Regions from separate parts of the Mus musculus genome. Here region 2 is linked to region 1. Evidence: chromatin contacts called from public Hi-C data. All regions are on one chromosome and are shown on one strand. The core of a region is the stretch at or near the end of the contact, and the rest is flanking DNA. Distances in the headings are between cores, read along the strand shown. Region 1 overlaps Gm40673 (a long non-coding RNA gene). Region 2 overlaps Chst3 (carbohydrate sulfotransferase 3).

The links. Hi-C and Micro-C count contacts between places; a contact is called where the count stands out from the background.
Region 2: a Hi-C map of muscle stem cells shows a contact between it and region 1, with 2.5 times the contacts expected there. The contact joins two enhancer-like sites. A contact is called at or near these places in 1 of 484 Hi-C or Micro-C datasets (muscle stem cells), 4 of 115 datasets of contacts at active chromatin or transcription factors (the 230-238 cell line, craniofacial prominence, neural tube and 1 more) and 3 of 9 other capture datasets (adipose tissue, embryonic stem cells and pancreatic islet).

The regions. Positions count from the first base shown.
Region 1 is chr10:59,911,395-59,918,573 of GRCm38.p6, reverse strand. Gm40673 (a long non-coding RNA gene) reads right to left here. Exons shown (of 3, transcript XR_871747.2): 2 at 3,421-3,523. Among named protein-coding and RNA genes, the nearest start is that of Gm40673, 5.5 kb to the right of the region's middle. Within about 2 kb of position 1,788, at least 180 of the 459 cell types and tissues checked have an H3K27ac peak or open chromatin away from gene starts, as enhancers often do. A contact at or near this core is called in muscle stem cells, where this site is marked.
Region 2 is chr10:60,206,970-60,213,807 of GRCm38.p6, reverse strand. All of the region lies in intron 1 of Chst3 (carbohydrate sulfotransferase 3), which reads left to right. Among named protein-coding and RNA genes, the nearest start is that of Chst3, 8.9 kb to the left of the region's middle. Within about 2 kb of position 4,352, at least 112 of the 459 cell types and tissues checked have an H3K27ac peak or open chromatin away from gene starts, as enhancers often do. A contact at or near this core is called in muscle stem cells, where this site is marked.

The DNA of each region.
Region 1 (7,179 bases), core at 539-3,038:
GGTTTGTAGTTAGCCTGGGCTACTTAAGTCTCTGAATGAAACAAAGGAAAAACAAGACCCAGCAACATGCTAACAAGGACTGGCTCCGTCCAAGGTTGTGAGAGAGTCTCTGTCTTTAGCCTTGATCTGAGAGTTTGCTGGCAACCTGTCTCATGACTTGGCATCATAGAAGCGTCACCGAAAAGTCTGTCTATCTCTTCACATGGTATGTCCCCTGAGTCCCTCTTGCACACATACTTACATGTGAATGTCCATTTGACTCATAATGACCTCAGTCTGAACTGTGGCTTCCCTGACGGCAAAGGCTGAAATGCAGTTTGTGGCTTTCAGGGATTTTTCTCACAGTAATGTGTCATGACCTGCTTGCTCTCTGCCTCCCTTCTGTGCCAGGGATGGAACTCAGAGCCTTGCCAGTTCCAAGCAAATGCTCAAAAGCTAGCTATGGCCTCAGTCCTTGTTTTGTTTTTTTGTTTTTTGTTTTTGGTTTTTTGAGACAGGGTTTCTCTGTGTAGCCCTGGCTGTCCTGGAACTCATATTGTAGACCAGGCTGGCCTCGAACTCAGAAATCTGCCTGCCTCTGCCTCCCGAATGCTGGGATTAAAGGCGTGTGCCACCACGCCCGGCCTTGCTTTGTTTTTTTGTTTGTTTGTTTTGTTTTGTTTTTAATTTATTATTAATGTAAGTACACTGTACCTGTCTTCAGACACTCCAGAAGAGGGTGTCAGATCTTGTTATGGATGGTTGCTAGCCACCATATGGTTGCTGGGATTTGAACTCAGGACCTTCAGAAAAGCAACTGGTGCTCTTAACTGCTGAGCCATCTCACCAGCCCCTTGCTTTGTTTTTTGAGGCAGCATTTTACTATGAAGCCCAGGCTGGCCTTAGAGATGGGATCTTACTATGTAGGCCAGGCTGGCCTTGAACTCATCACCCTTGTCACAGCCTCCCAAGTGCTGGGAGCAGAAGTGTGTACCTCCACGAGGTGTCCTACAAATCAGGCTGCTTTATTTATTATTTATTTATTTTTATTTTTTATTTTTTTCCTTTTTCGACACAGGGTTTCTCTGTGTAGCCCTGGTTCTCCTGGAACTCACTCTGTAGACCAGGCTGGCCTCAAACTCAGAGATGCCCCTGCCTCTGGCTCCCCCCAACCCCCCTCCCCCCAGTGCTGGGATTAAAGACATGCAATAGCACTGGCACTGCCTGGCTATCTGTCTGTCTGTCTATCTATCTATCTATCTATCTATCTATCTATTTTAATTTTAAATTAGCTAGTTATAATATTCGAATCTTTCATAGCCAGGGTAATTGCATAGCACTGAGGAGGCTGAGGCAGAGACTGCCCCCTAATGACTGTCTAATCTACTCCAAATCTAATTATTGTTTTTCTTCCTCTGCTTCCCTCCATCCTTAAGCTTTTCCTTGTTTAGCTCATTTATCTGTTTACTATTATCGATTATTATTGCGGTGCCGGGTGATCAACCCCACCACCACCACCACCACACACGCACTCACGCACGCGCGCAATCAAGGCAGTGCTGTCCCACACAACTCAGTTCCCACGTCGTTTTTTTCTGAGCTAAAACCCAGGACAAGGCTTCTTTTATTTTTTCCTGTCTTGGGGTGGGGTGCTCCTGGGGCCCCTCGTGTGACAATGTCTTTTTTTCTCTCTTTTTCTAGGCGTACTGGGCAGGAAGACTTGTTAAGACTGGCCTTAGGACCTCCTAGACTTGTCTGAGACCTACCTCCCTGCAGCTACAGGCAGAAGCGGGGTAGGGGAGGGGCATTGCTCTTGACTGAGGACCGCCCCCTTCGAAGCTGGTCCTATCCCACCCTGGTGTGGCTGTCTGCTGCTATAGTCATGGACCCTTTCTGGGAAGTCTCACGAAAAGGGCAGGAGGAATGCGCGGGGTGCACTAACCTGAGTAAAGGGGCGGCAGGGGCAGGGGCGGGGGCAAGAGTGGGGGTTGGGGTGAGGGTGGCGCTTCCCTCAGTTCTCTGCAAGGCTTGAAGCCTTGGGTTTTAAAAACTAGGTCCTAACAGGCAACAAGGGCATTAACTAGTAAAAGGGGAGAAATTTCTGCAGCAGCCAGTGACCCAGACTGCTTTCCGCCCCCAGCCCCGGGCTTGCTCCAGCTCGCCAGCAAGTTTCAGCCAGTGTGTTTCTGGTTGGGATGGAAGCCAGGGGTCAGATAAAGTCCCAACGTATTTTGCAGCACTGTTGACATTTTGCCCAGTGCCTCTGCTGGTGACAGCTGCCAGGAGCATGTGTTGGGAAAGACTGTCTAGAAGTGGATTTAGTTGGGTTAGAGGGAGCCAGAGAAGTCAGTAGTACCATGAACCCCATTAGGCTACTACCCCAGAATTTCTAGGGTCAAGGTCCAGTCTTATTCTTGCCTTGTTTTCTTCAAGACAACTAACCTTAAGGTTCCATCAGAGTTGCAGGAAGAGGGTTTGTTAGTTATCTCAGCCACGGGGGTAGTAGCCAGAACATACAGATGACAAGACACCGTGTGTCAGAGGACTCTAATCTCTCCCTATGTACTGTCTCATTTAGGCACAGAGGGATAGGGTCACATGAAATCACCGACAACTCAACTAGGTGACTTCAGAACAGAGAGTCACCCATGACTTCCCAGATGGGCTAAACAGGTTCTGAGATGGGCTGGAGAGAGACCAGGGTGAGGTGAGAAGGTGCTTGCAGTAGGTCACGCAATAAGAATGAACAATGAAGCTTGCTGCTCTGTGCGCTAACTTTGATCCCTGTCTGTTTTGAAACAGAGTGTCAAGTCGCCCTAGCTGGCTTTTGAGCTCACTGTGTAGCCAAGGATGCCCTTGAACTTCTGATTCCTCTACATCCACCTCCCAAGTGTTAGGATAAGGGCATACCTCACCACGCCCAGTTCATTCAGTGCTAGGGACCAAACCCAGGGCCAAGCACTCTACCAACCAACCCTCAACGTTAACTAAACGGCAGCAGGCCAAAGGTTTGCACATCCTTGCCTCTGGACCAGCAGCAAGCATTGCACCCAAGGGGACAGAAGCCCAGACAGATGACCCCAAGCCTTGGCAGCCTTTCTTTCCTGGCCCAGTTGGTCTAAGCCAGTTGTTCCAGGTCTTGTGGGAGCTATGTGAGACAGACAGTGGGTTAATGTGCAAGCTGGAGACACCTGCTATGTTGTATATGTCCTACAGCCCAGCCTGTGTCCACAGCCCTGGTGTGAGCCAGCTGGACCCACCCTTGTCCTAGGCCACGTTCAGCCACCCAGGAGCTCGGGTGATAGCCCACAGGTGAAAATGGCTGTTGGGTGTCAGCCTGCCACTTCATTGTTAGCTGTGTGTTCTCATCCACACTGGGTAGCTACTGTGGCACCATAGTTACTATGCTCAGAAGCAGCTCCTGAGCCAGAGGACACTCACCAGGGGACAGTCCTTAAGTGGGGTTTCCTGCGCACAACAGGTTGGGACAACATCTCCACTGTCCTCTTGGAGCAACCAGGCTTGCTCTTTGTTGCTTAAAAACCTTCCCAGAAAGAGACAGGCAACAACATTTACTCCTCAGATCCCAAGACAAACCAAGACACAAATCCACTAAAGTTCACTTTGGAAGACCCCGTGAGTTTATTTGGCTTCTTTATCTAGACTCGTTGAGAGTTCCTTACAGAGGTGTGTGTGCTCCTCCCATAAGGCCACACCTAGAAAGCCTTACCATATGACCTGAGGAATTCCTATCCCCATGCCATCCCAAGGCCTCTTCTAACCACTCTGCAGGGTAAACAGAATGAAGACAGAGTTGCAACAAACAGGTGACTGAGCCAGGCGGTGATGGCACACGCCTTTAATCCCAGCACTCAAGAGGCAGAGGCAGGCAGATTTCTGAGTTTGAGGCCAGCCTGGTCTACAAAGTGAGTTCCAGGACAGCCAGGGCTATACAGAGAAACCCTGTCTCAAACAAAACAAAACAAAAACAAGGCTGGCAAGATAGGTCAGTGGTTAAGAGTGCTGACTGCTCTTCTGAAGGTTCTGAGTTCAAATCCCAGCAACCACATGGTGGCTCACAACCATCTGTAATGAAATCTGTTGCCCTCTTCTGGTGCGTCTGAAGACAACTACAGTGTACTTACATATAATAAATGAATAAATATTTAAAAAAAAAGAAAATAGAAAAAAACAAAAACAAAACAAAACCCCCCAAAACAGGTGACTAAAGCATGTATACTCAAGTGAGGGTCCACTGGTCCTCTCTATTCCTCTCTGTTGAGTGTGCAGACCTTTGACAAGCCCCACTGGGATAATCTTTTGCAAAGGGGTATGGCGGAATGCCCCAAGACGGTGGTTGCTTGGCTTGGAGGACAGTCACTCATGACCCTGTCCTGTCTGTATTCCCTTCTCTTAGCTGTAGTCCAGGCTGGTCTTGGACTCACGATGATTTTCCAGCCTTGCCTCTGGGATGCTGAGATTATAGCCATGCCCTGCTATACCAGGCTTTCTTCTTTTGGTACCAGGGTTTACACCTAGAGTCTGGGGCATGGTAGGTAAATGTTCTACCAGAGTGGAGTGGTTAGGTTAATGTGTACTGTCTTATTTTAAATCGTATTTCTTTAAAATCTACTTTTATTATTTATTGTATTTCACAATAAGGCAGACGTTCTAACCCCTGAGCTATAGCTCTTGAGTTTTTTGATAGCAAGCCCTTTGACTTATGTTTAAGATACATGCAAGCTAGGCATGGTGGTGCATACGAAACACTTGAGAGGCTGAGACAAGAGAAACAGGAGGAGTTCTGCTATGTAGCTAGCTAGCTCTGACTATGTAATATATTCTAGGACAACCTGGGCTACATAAGACCTTATCAGGAAAAAAAAAAAAGCCAAAATTTGGGAGTGTTCAGTTGGTAAAATGTGCATAAAGATCAGAGCTGGATGGAAGAAGTCAGAAAAAGCCAGGTGCTTTGTCTGTAACCCGCTGGGGAGGTAGGGACAGCAGGATCCGGAACTCAGCCTAATTGCTGAGCCTCAGGTCCTAGGGAGAGACCTCTCCCCTAGAAAGGAAGAAGGTGAGGAGTAAATGAGGAGGACTCTGTCAACTTCTGGCTGTGACACACACAGACACACAGACAGACAGACACACACACACACGCATAGACACATAGATACACACATACAGACACACACGCATAGACACACAGATACATAGACACACACACATAGACACAACTTATACAAGATACACACAGACACACATACACAAACACACACACATACACATAGACACAGATACACACACAAACACACACAGACACACACACATATACATAGACACACACACACAAACACACAGCCACACCACAGACACACCTCACCCAGACACACATACATACATACACAAACGCATACACACAAACACACACAACGCATGTGCTTCTCCCCATTTGTACACATGGACACACATACATATGCACAAACAAATACAAGCAAAGAAAGTGAGTTTTTTTGTTTTTGCTTTTAGAGGTACATTCAATACCCCTTGATTGATTGCTTGGCTGCTTGCTTGCAGTGCATGCCAGGCACGTAGAGTTGTATCCCAGTCCCCTTAACGTCATAAATGACAGTCTATGCTGGTGGCCAGCTGGGATTGATTTGCATCAGTCAGTCACATATCCCTTCTTTCCAAGGTGTTAACTGAACTCTTACTGTATCCCAGGCACCTGGGGAGAGGGACGGAAAACACACCGTGTCTCCTTTACAGACTTTCCTGTGCAGAGAGGGGGGGCTCTGGAGGAAAAGATCGGGAAGCAGGAACCAGGACCCCTGAACGAAAGCAGTTTTGTGAAAAGTCTTTGTCTGCAATGGTGACATTAAAAAGGCCATCTCTTTGTTTGTTTGTTTTCAAGACAGGGTTTCTCTGTATAGCCCTTGGCTGTCCTGGAACTCACTTTGTAGACCAGGCTGGCCTTGAATTTAGAAATCCTCCCAAGTGCTGGGATTAAAGGTGTGCGCCACCACCGCCTGGCTAAAAAGGCCATCTCTACGAGGAGCCAATTGATTGAGGTACAGAAAAACTTTCTGTGCAAAGGGAATAGCGTTCGAGAAGGTGTAGGAAGTCTCAGACTTATTCAGGAGTGTAGGTGATGGAGAGGCTGGGTCGGGTGGTGAATACCCAAGGCTTTGAACTGGATGCTATAGGTGACCACGACATATTCCTGTGACATGGTTTTAAATCATAGCCCCAGGCTGAGGGCATAGATTATAAAGCCTAGCCTATATGAAGTCCTGGATTCCGTTCCCAGCATTGGAGGTGGGGTGGGGTGTCCAAGTGGAACCCAAAGCCTGCTCTGTGCCTTGAGTTGCCCTATGGTAAATTTACAGAATTGCCACCCAGAGGTCAAGAGATTTGCCCAAGTGAAGCAGCAAACCCGCAGCAAAGGTAGGGTCCCAAATCAAATGTCAGCGGTAGAACCCTAAACCTAAGCCACCTGCTCCCATCTGGAGAAGTCTGTGGACACCCGTTCTAACAAGAATTTGTGAAGCGTCTCTGCTCTCTCCCCCTCCCTCCATGCCTGGCCCTGGGAGGTAGCAAGACCTAGCAGGAGGGTGCAGGCATTCGTGGGGTGCCCCATGCAGCTTAGAAATCCCCGCAGGAGTCACGTCCCCTTGCCACCCCCTCTCACCACCACCCCACCCCCCAAGTTGCTGAAGAACACAAAGGGCGATTGTTTCCTGCCGGGCCACCGGCTAACTCCATTTCCCTCGTTTGTCTGCTAGGCAGCAGGAGCAAAGGGCAGCAGCCCTCAGAGGCGTCTGGGAGAAGGCGCTGGCTGCCTGGTTAATGGGCCGCCTGGGACTCAGGCTGAGGAGGCTGGGGGGATCCAGGTCCCGGGACGACCTCGGCGGCCACGCCCCACGCTGTGTGCAACGTGAGGAAGATCTAGGAGCTGATGGGGCAATCCCAGGCAAACGTGCTGACCGGCCTGTCTGCGGGTTCTTGGGCGGGAGGTGGGGTGGGGGTGAAGACAGGAGTTGGTGCAGAGATGGGGGGAGGTGCAGCGGTTGTCCCTCTCCAACCCTGGGTTTCCAGGGTCAGCTGGGGGAATACCCAGGACCTTAAGCATATGGGGTGGGGTTGGGGGTTCTTACTCACACATGCCTGAAGACCCCTCCCCCTCTTTGCAGTTCTGCT
Region 2 (6,838 bases), core at 3,103-5,602, 290 kb before region 1:
CAGGTGGGGCTGCAGACTCTGTTCCTATTGGAACATATTGGACTCCTGAGCATAGTTCTGGGCTCACTGTTGGGTGTGGTGGCCCATGCCTGTAATCCCAGCACTCTGGAGGAAAAGGCAGGAGGCTCCGGAGTTCAAGGTCATCCTTGACTACAAAGAGAGTTCGAAGCCAGCTTGGGGTATATGAGACCCTGGGGACAGAGATAGAGACAGACACACACAGACAGACAGACAGAAAGACACACACACACACACACACACACACACACACACACACACGAGGGGGGGTGGCGGGGCAGAGAGAGACAGAGAGGGCTCTCGACCCTAGACGGCACCAGTGCCTCTGTGGGCTGCTATGCTTTTGGTATGCATCTAGAGTCCACGCAGGGCACTTTTAGGTGCCTGTGCCAGCTCCCTTCTACCTGTCAGCTGGCCCCACCCATCCACTTTCTCCCCACTCCCTGTCTCCCTTCCTCTCCAGCTGTCTCACCATCTGCAAGATCCTGGTAAGTGTTAGTGTGCCCGAGCCAAAGCAGCGTTTGCCGAGGAAACATTTTGCAAATAAATGCTCCCTCACCACCACTCCCCCTGCATCCCCTCCCACCCTGACCCCCCAGCTGCAACTGCTCTAATTTTCAACAAAGAATTTCACAGCTCAAAGCACACAGTCACAGGCCGGCTGGGCTGGCTGTGGTCTGCAGCTCCTCTCTGGAGACAGCCAGAGTCTGAGTGCTAAGGGCAGATGCCCAAGTCTGAAGGAACTCCGAGGGAGAAAGCTAGAAGCCAAGTGTCTCAAGCGGGAGGTCCTTTCCTCTGAGAGTGAACAGAGCTCCCCTGGCCTATTGGCAAAGCTAAGTCCTTTAGCGCCTTGCATTGATGTCTGAGGGCAGGGCCCACAGGAACCAGAGACTGCAACAGTTGTTATGTCAGCACCACCCCTGATTCTTCCCACATGCCTTTACTGGCTTCCCCGGAAGCTCCTGATCTGGTCACTGGAACCGCCACCACTTTTAGGCTGAACCAAACCACATCCATGGCTGGCAGATCTTTGCCTTGCCATGATGTCACCAATAGGCTATTTCTCCACCACTGAACGGAGCCAACTCAAGTCAGACTAGAATACATTAAAGGCAGGTATATTGAGAAGCAGCCCTCGGGTGAGTTCACTGGCCCCAAGGACCAGGGAAAGCCAGAGAAGTCACCATGGTGAGAGAAGGTGGGGAGAGGAGAGAAAGAAAGAGCTCACACACACACACAGAAGGAGATGAAGGGGTGTGTGTGTCCAAAATGTCCGGATTATATAGGGAAGAGCCTCTAGCAGAAAGACAGATCAGCCCCTGGGCTGGAAACTTCAGGGTTTGGGACAGGATGTGCCAGATAGGGACTGAGGGATGGTGGGAGAACCTGGAGCCCTGGTCTGCTTTGATGTGTGAAATATGCTCCTCAGTCCCTTGTCCTGAGGTCTGACACCAAACAGTCACCGGTGTGTATTTGTCTTCATACGGCTGTACTCAGAGGAAGGAGTCTGTCTCATGGGAGCCAGGAGGTGCCTGAGGACCAAACTGAGGGAGGGGCTGAATCCAGGAGGTTGGTGTCACCTGTCACTGAGGACACCCCAAGAGGAAATATGGTTCTGACTCTCTGAGTCTGACCTGGCATCCACTAGCTGACCCCAGCTGGCATCTCAGACCATGCCACAATCTATATAGCAGGCCTAGTATCTATACCAGTGGCTTCCAGAGCCAGGAGGAGAGGAGAAGCCAAAGCCTCAGTCTCCCCATGGTCATTTCAGCAGAGCAGAGCCCTGGGTGGCTTCCACGACCTGTGAGCCATGGAACATGGTTGCTTCAGCCCACATCCAATCTCCTCTCTGGATCCAAGCCCCCCTCATTTCCTGGGCACACAGCCTGCACTCCACAGCCTCTTTAGCTGCACAGGACACCCCCTCCATCCCTCCTTCACGTTGGCATCTGTGTCGCTCCCTCCTGGAAGCCTGGCTGGGTGGCTCTCATACGCACACACAATATCTTGAGTCCTTTTAGTTGTCTGTCTGTTTTTCATAAATAGCACTTTGCAGTGGAATAACCATTCACGTACAGTAGTGTCTGGAAAGAATCCAACAGAACGGAGATTGCAAAGTGAATAGTCATTCAGCAGTGAACAGGTTGGAAGAAGCCACTTTTGACAGTCATTACCATAGAGTTAATTCAGTAATAGCCAGTAACCCGTCACACCAAGTGCACTGAAGTGGAAAATATGTAATACGAAAGAGCTGTTTGAAAGACCAGCACTTTTAAAAAGAGACACCTGAGCTGACTCTAACCAGCTCTAGAGTGGCTTTATAGAAATGCTTAGTGCTGCACTTAGCACACAGCATCAAGCAAGGTGAGCTGCTTTATATACAGGAGTGTGTGTGTGTGTGTGTGTGTGTGTGTGTGTGTTTGTGTGTATGTGTGTGTGTGTGTGTGTGTGTTGCTGTTGGGAACTGGAGATTGTATGTATGCATGTATGTATATATGTATGCATGTATGTATGCATGCATGCATGCGTGTATGTATGCATGTATGTGTGTATGTATGCATGCATGCATGCATGTGTGTATGTATGCATGTATGTGTGTATGTATGCATGCATGTATGTGTGCAGTTTTTGGTGTTTTGAAGCAGAATCTTACTCTGGCTAGGCTAGACCAACCTGGCCTTGAACATATGGCAGTCCTCCTGCCTCTGCCTCCCAAGTGCTAGGATTACAGATATGTGCCACTGTGCCCGGCTTTCATGAATTTTTGAAAGCAGTTTGAAGTAAACTGAGTTTGTACCTTAGCTACCATACTTGGCATGACATACTTTGTTGCATGCTACGTGCTTGATGCCCTCACTAATCCTCCCAACCCCCCACCCCACCCCCATTAACCTATCAAGGTTTCTAGCAGGGTCCCTATTTCTCAGATGAACAAACTGCTCCCTGAGGCTACCCAGCCATGAGCATTCAGAGACAGCCCCGGCTCCCTGGGTTTGTCTGTGCTTAAGTCTCTCCACATAGTAGAGGTTGACTGAGGCCGGCTGAGGCTGGCTGAGGCTGTGCCCAGGGCCAGGACATAGAGACTGTAGTTGTGAATTTCCATAGCAGGGAGAATGAGAGGTGACAAGGGAGAGATGCCAGGACAACTCAGAAGGGAGGATGGCCTGGAGGCCACAGTATAAAGCTCACTATTCATAGCCTAGGACAAGCCATTGAGTCACTGGGGGAAACCTGACATCATATCATCTCTCTGTCTGCTGCCTGCCTGCCTGCCTGCCTGCCTGCCCTTCCTGGGCTCCTGGAGACCTTCAATGCCCACAATCCCATAGTTGCTCTTCTCCCCCCATCCCCCCCCCACCCTCCCACCCCGGTAGCAGGGCCAGAAGCTCCCTTGAATACCCCTTCCCAGCCTTTGTCTCCCAACTTCCCGCCTCTCCTACTGTGCTATGAAGATTTCAGGGCAACATCATGGTGCCCAACTTCCATGTTGAGTTTTCAGAGTCTCTTCCTTTGGGAGAGGTGCCTGGGCTCCTCTTGGAGTCAGGGTTTGCTTGTTTGTTTTTGGAGACAGGTCTCATGTAGTTCAGGCTGGCCTCAAACACTATATAGCCACGAGTATCTTATTCCATTTCCCAGATGCTGGGGTTACAAGGGTTTTGTGACATACTGAGTATTAAATCCAGGGCCTTGTGCATGCTAGGTAAGTATCCTACCCACTGAGCTTCATGTCGAAGCCCAGGAGTCAGTGTGTAGAAAGTGAAGCTGGCTAGGCTCCGTGCCCAACAATAATCCTAGATGGGAGAGTGAAGCTGATAAACAGGCCCTCCTATCATTTTCAAGGATGCAGCCGAGTGCACCTGAGAGATCTTTGTTTAAGCATCTTTGGTCAACTGCTTATGTATCTCATTTAAATGGCATTTTTCAGATGCCAGCAACAAGGCTCAGAGGGATCAGGGGCCTTGTGTGTAGCCACACAGCCCAGAATTCAAACTCATTATCTAACGCCACATGTGCTCTCGGCCACTGCAGCAAGTGGACTGCACTTGACCCAGACTCACCACATTGGCAGTGCAGAATGAAAGTACCAGGGGAGCTTCCATGTCTGGCTGGGTCGCTATTCACTTTCCTAGAGCATGTGGACCGATGTGGGACGTGGCACAGAACAGTGGCTGCCCTGGCCATAGGAACCCTGGGTATGGGAGTTGAGCAACAGGTTTTGGTTTTTATTTTTAAACCCTTAGCTTATTTCCCTCTTAGGAAGGCACATTCTCCATGCGTCAGAGGGGTGTCTGCCCAGGATTTGGTGGGTCAGACCTGGAAAAAGAATATGAGTCAGGTTGGGGCGGGCTGCCAGCTTCCTCGGCCCAGGCTGTGGGTGCAGGATGCCAGGCTGCAGCAGCTGCAGCTCTGACTCAAAACTCTGCTCCTGCTGTCCCTCGGCCTGAAGCTGGGGGGAGGGGTCTGTGCCAGCTCCACACAGAGTGGCACCTTCATCACACTAAGAGAGAGAGAGAGAGGGAGAGAGAGGGAGAGAGAGAGAGAGAGAGAGAGAGAGAGAGAGAGAGAGAGAGAGACCTCACCCCGTTAGCCTGGTTTCCCAGTTAAGAACAAGGAGGCTGGCAGGCACTTCTGACTGTTTGAGCTCCCTCAGCTAGGAGGAAGAGGAGAAGGAAGAGGAGGGGGAGGGGGAGGGGGAGGGGGAGGGGGAGGGGGAGGGGGAGGAGGAGGAGGAGGAGGAGGAGACTCGAGTTCCTGTTCTGTATGTGAAAGGACAGAGGGTCTTCCTTCCTCGAGGCAGGGACCAGCATGGCCCTCTCCCAAAGGGCTCAAGGACCTTTTGATCCTATCTCCTTAAACCTTATTCTGTAGCCATTGATGTAGGTGTGAGTCCAGAGGGCACCTTATTGGAATCCCCAGATGCTTGTGTCCAGGAGCAAAGAATGAAGCAGGACCTCATGAATAGGGGCGGAGGCAGAGATGTTCTTCTAAAAAGGAAGAAGGCAGTTCTGACAGTGGGCATGGGCCATAGAACTGGGAGGGCTTAGAAGCTCAGAGTACTGGGCTGCAAGAGCCCTGACCCTTGACTTGCAAGGGCTCCACTGTGGGCAGCCACTTCGCAGTGATCATAGACAGCAATGGGGGTGACAGAGTGGGACTCTGCAGCACCCCCATGCTAGCTCTAGTCCCAACTATTTTTCAGGTTGTGCCTCAGTTTACCTAATAAAACAGGAAGCCCCAATGGCATTCCATTTAAGTTGCCTTCAAAGTGGAGGGGACTGGGGAATTGGCTCTGCAAGGCCTGTGTAAGACCCTAAGTTTGATTCCAATACTACCAAAAAATAAAATAAAATTGGAGAATTAAAAAAACAACAACAAAGAAAGGCAAGGTGGTGGTGACTCCCACCTTTAATCCCAGCACTCGGGAGGCAGAGGCAGAGGGATCTCTGTGAGTTTGAGGCCAGCCTGATCTACAGAGGGAGATCCAAGACAGCCAGAGCCACCCAGAGAAACTCTGTTTTGAAAAACAAACAAACAAAAAACAATAATAACAACAACAACAAACCCAATGTTGACATTACTGGTTGCCTATGTAGACAGTCCCCGAATGCTCGAGTCAGGCATAGGAAGGAGAATTCACCATATCACCTTGTAAACATTGTACAAGGGACAACCTGTACTTGTCCTAAGATTTGAGAGGAAAACAAGAAAAAAAAAAAAAAAAAAAAAGAACCCGTTCTTGCCTATCTCCAAAGGGTCTGGCATGTCAAACCCTCTTGTTTAGCAAGCCTCTATTTTTAATGAGTCTCACAGAGCCCAGGTTAGTCCCAGGTACTGTGAAGACAAGGAAAACCTTGGACTCTTAATCCTCCTGCCTCCACTAGACTGCTAAGATTACACACAGGCTTTGTACCACCAGGTCCAGCTCTTTTTTTTTTTTTTTTTTTTTTTGGTTTTTTTTTTGTTTGTTTGTTTGTTTGTTTTTGCGAGACAGGGTTTCTCTGTGTAGTCCTGGCTGTCCTGGAACTCACTCTGTAGACCAGGCTGGCCTCGAACTCAGAAATCCGCCTGCCTCTGCCTCCCAAGTGCTGGGATTAAAGGTGTGTGCCACCACGCCCGGCAGTCCAGCTCTTTAAAAAGCCATTTAAACAGGCCTTGACATTTGCAGAGAAGTAGTAAAATCCTACACTGGCAAGGAAGGTTAGGGGACAATGGAAGCCTCCCCTGCCACCTAGCAAAAGCCAGCCAGCCTTCTCTACAAAGAAAGGAACAGCTCTCCAGAAATTCCAGTGTGGTGACTGAGCAGTGCTGAGAGCAGGGGAGACTCAGGCCTGGGTGGTTTTATCACCGCTAACCCCACAGGGACTAAGGGCCGGGGACAGTTTGAGCCTGGAAAGGCCCCTGCCAGTCCAGGTTTCTTGCTGTGGTTCGGGAGGGGGACACTTCTCAGAAATCCCTGACGAAAGGTCACTGGAGCTGTGCCAATAGCGCAGAACTGACTCAAGGGTATAGTGACCTGGCCACTGAAGAGGCTGGGACACCACAAAGAGCTTCAGGCCTTCAGACTTCTAGGTGAGCATTGCCCTGTATTGTGTTTTGGGTAATCGAAGTTAGGTCCTTTGTGGAGAATGTTTATGCCCATGCCCTTCTGAAGAGAAGCAGAGACAGGGCCAGGCTCGCACAGCACCTGGGTGGAGAAGAGATCTGTCCTAGAGCTCTGTGGAGGGGCCCTAAGGCTAAGGACTGCTCCTGGAGGCCTTTTAATGGCTCTGAGGGAGAAAGTCCTTATGGTATCAGCCTGAGTTTGATCCTTGGAACT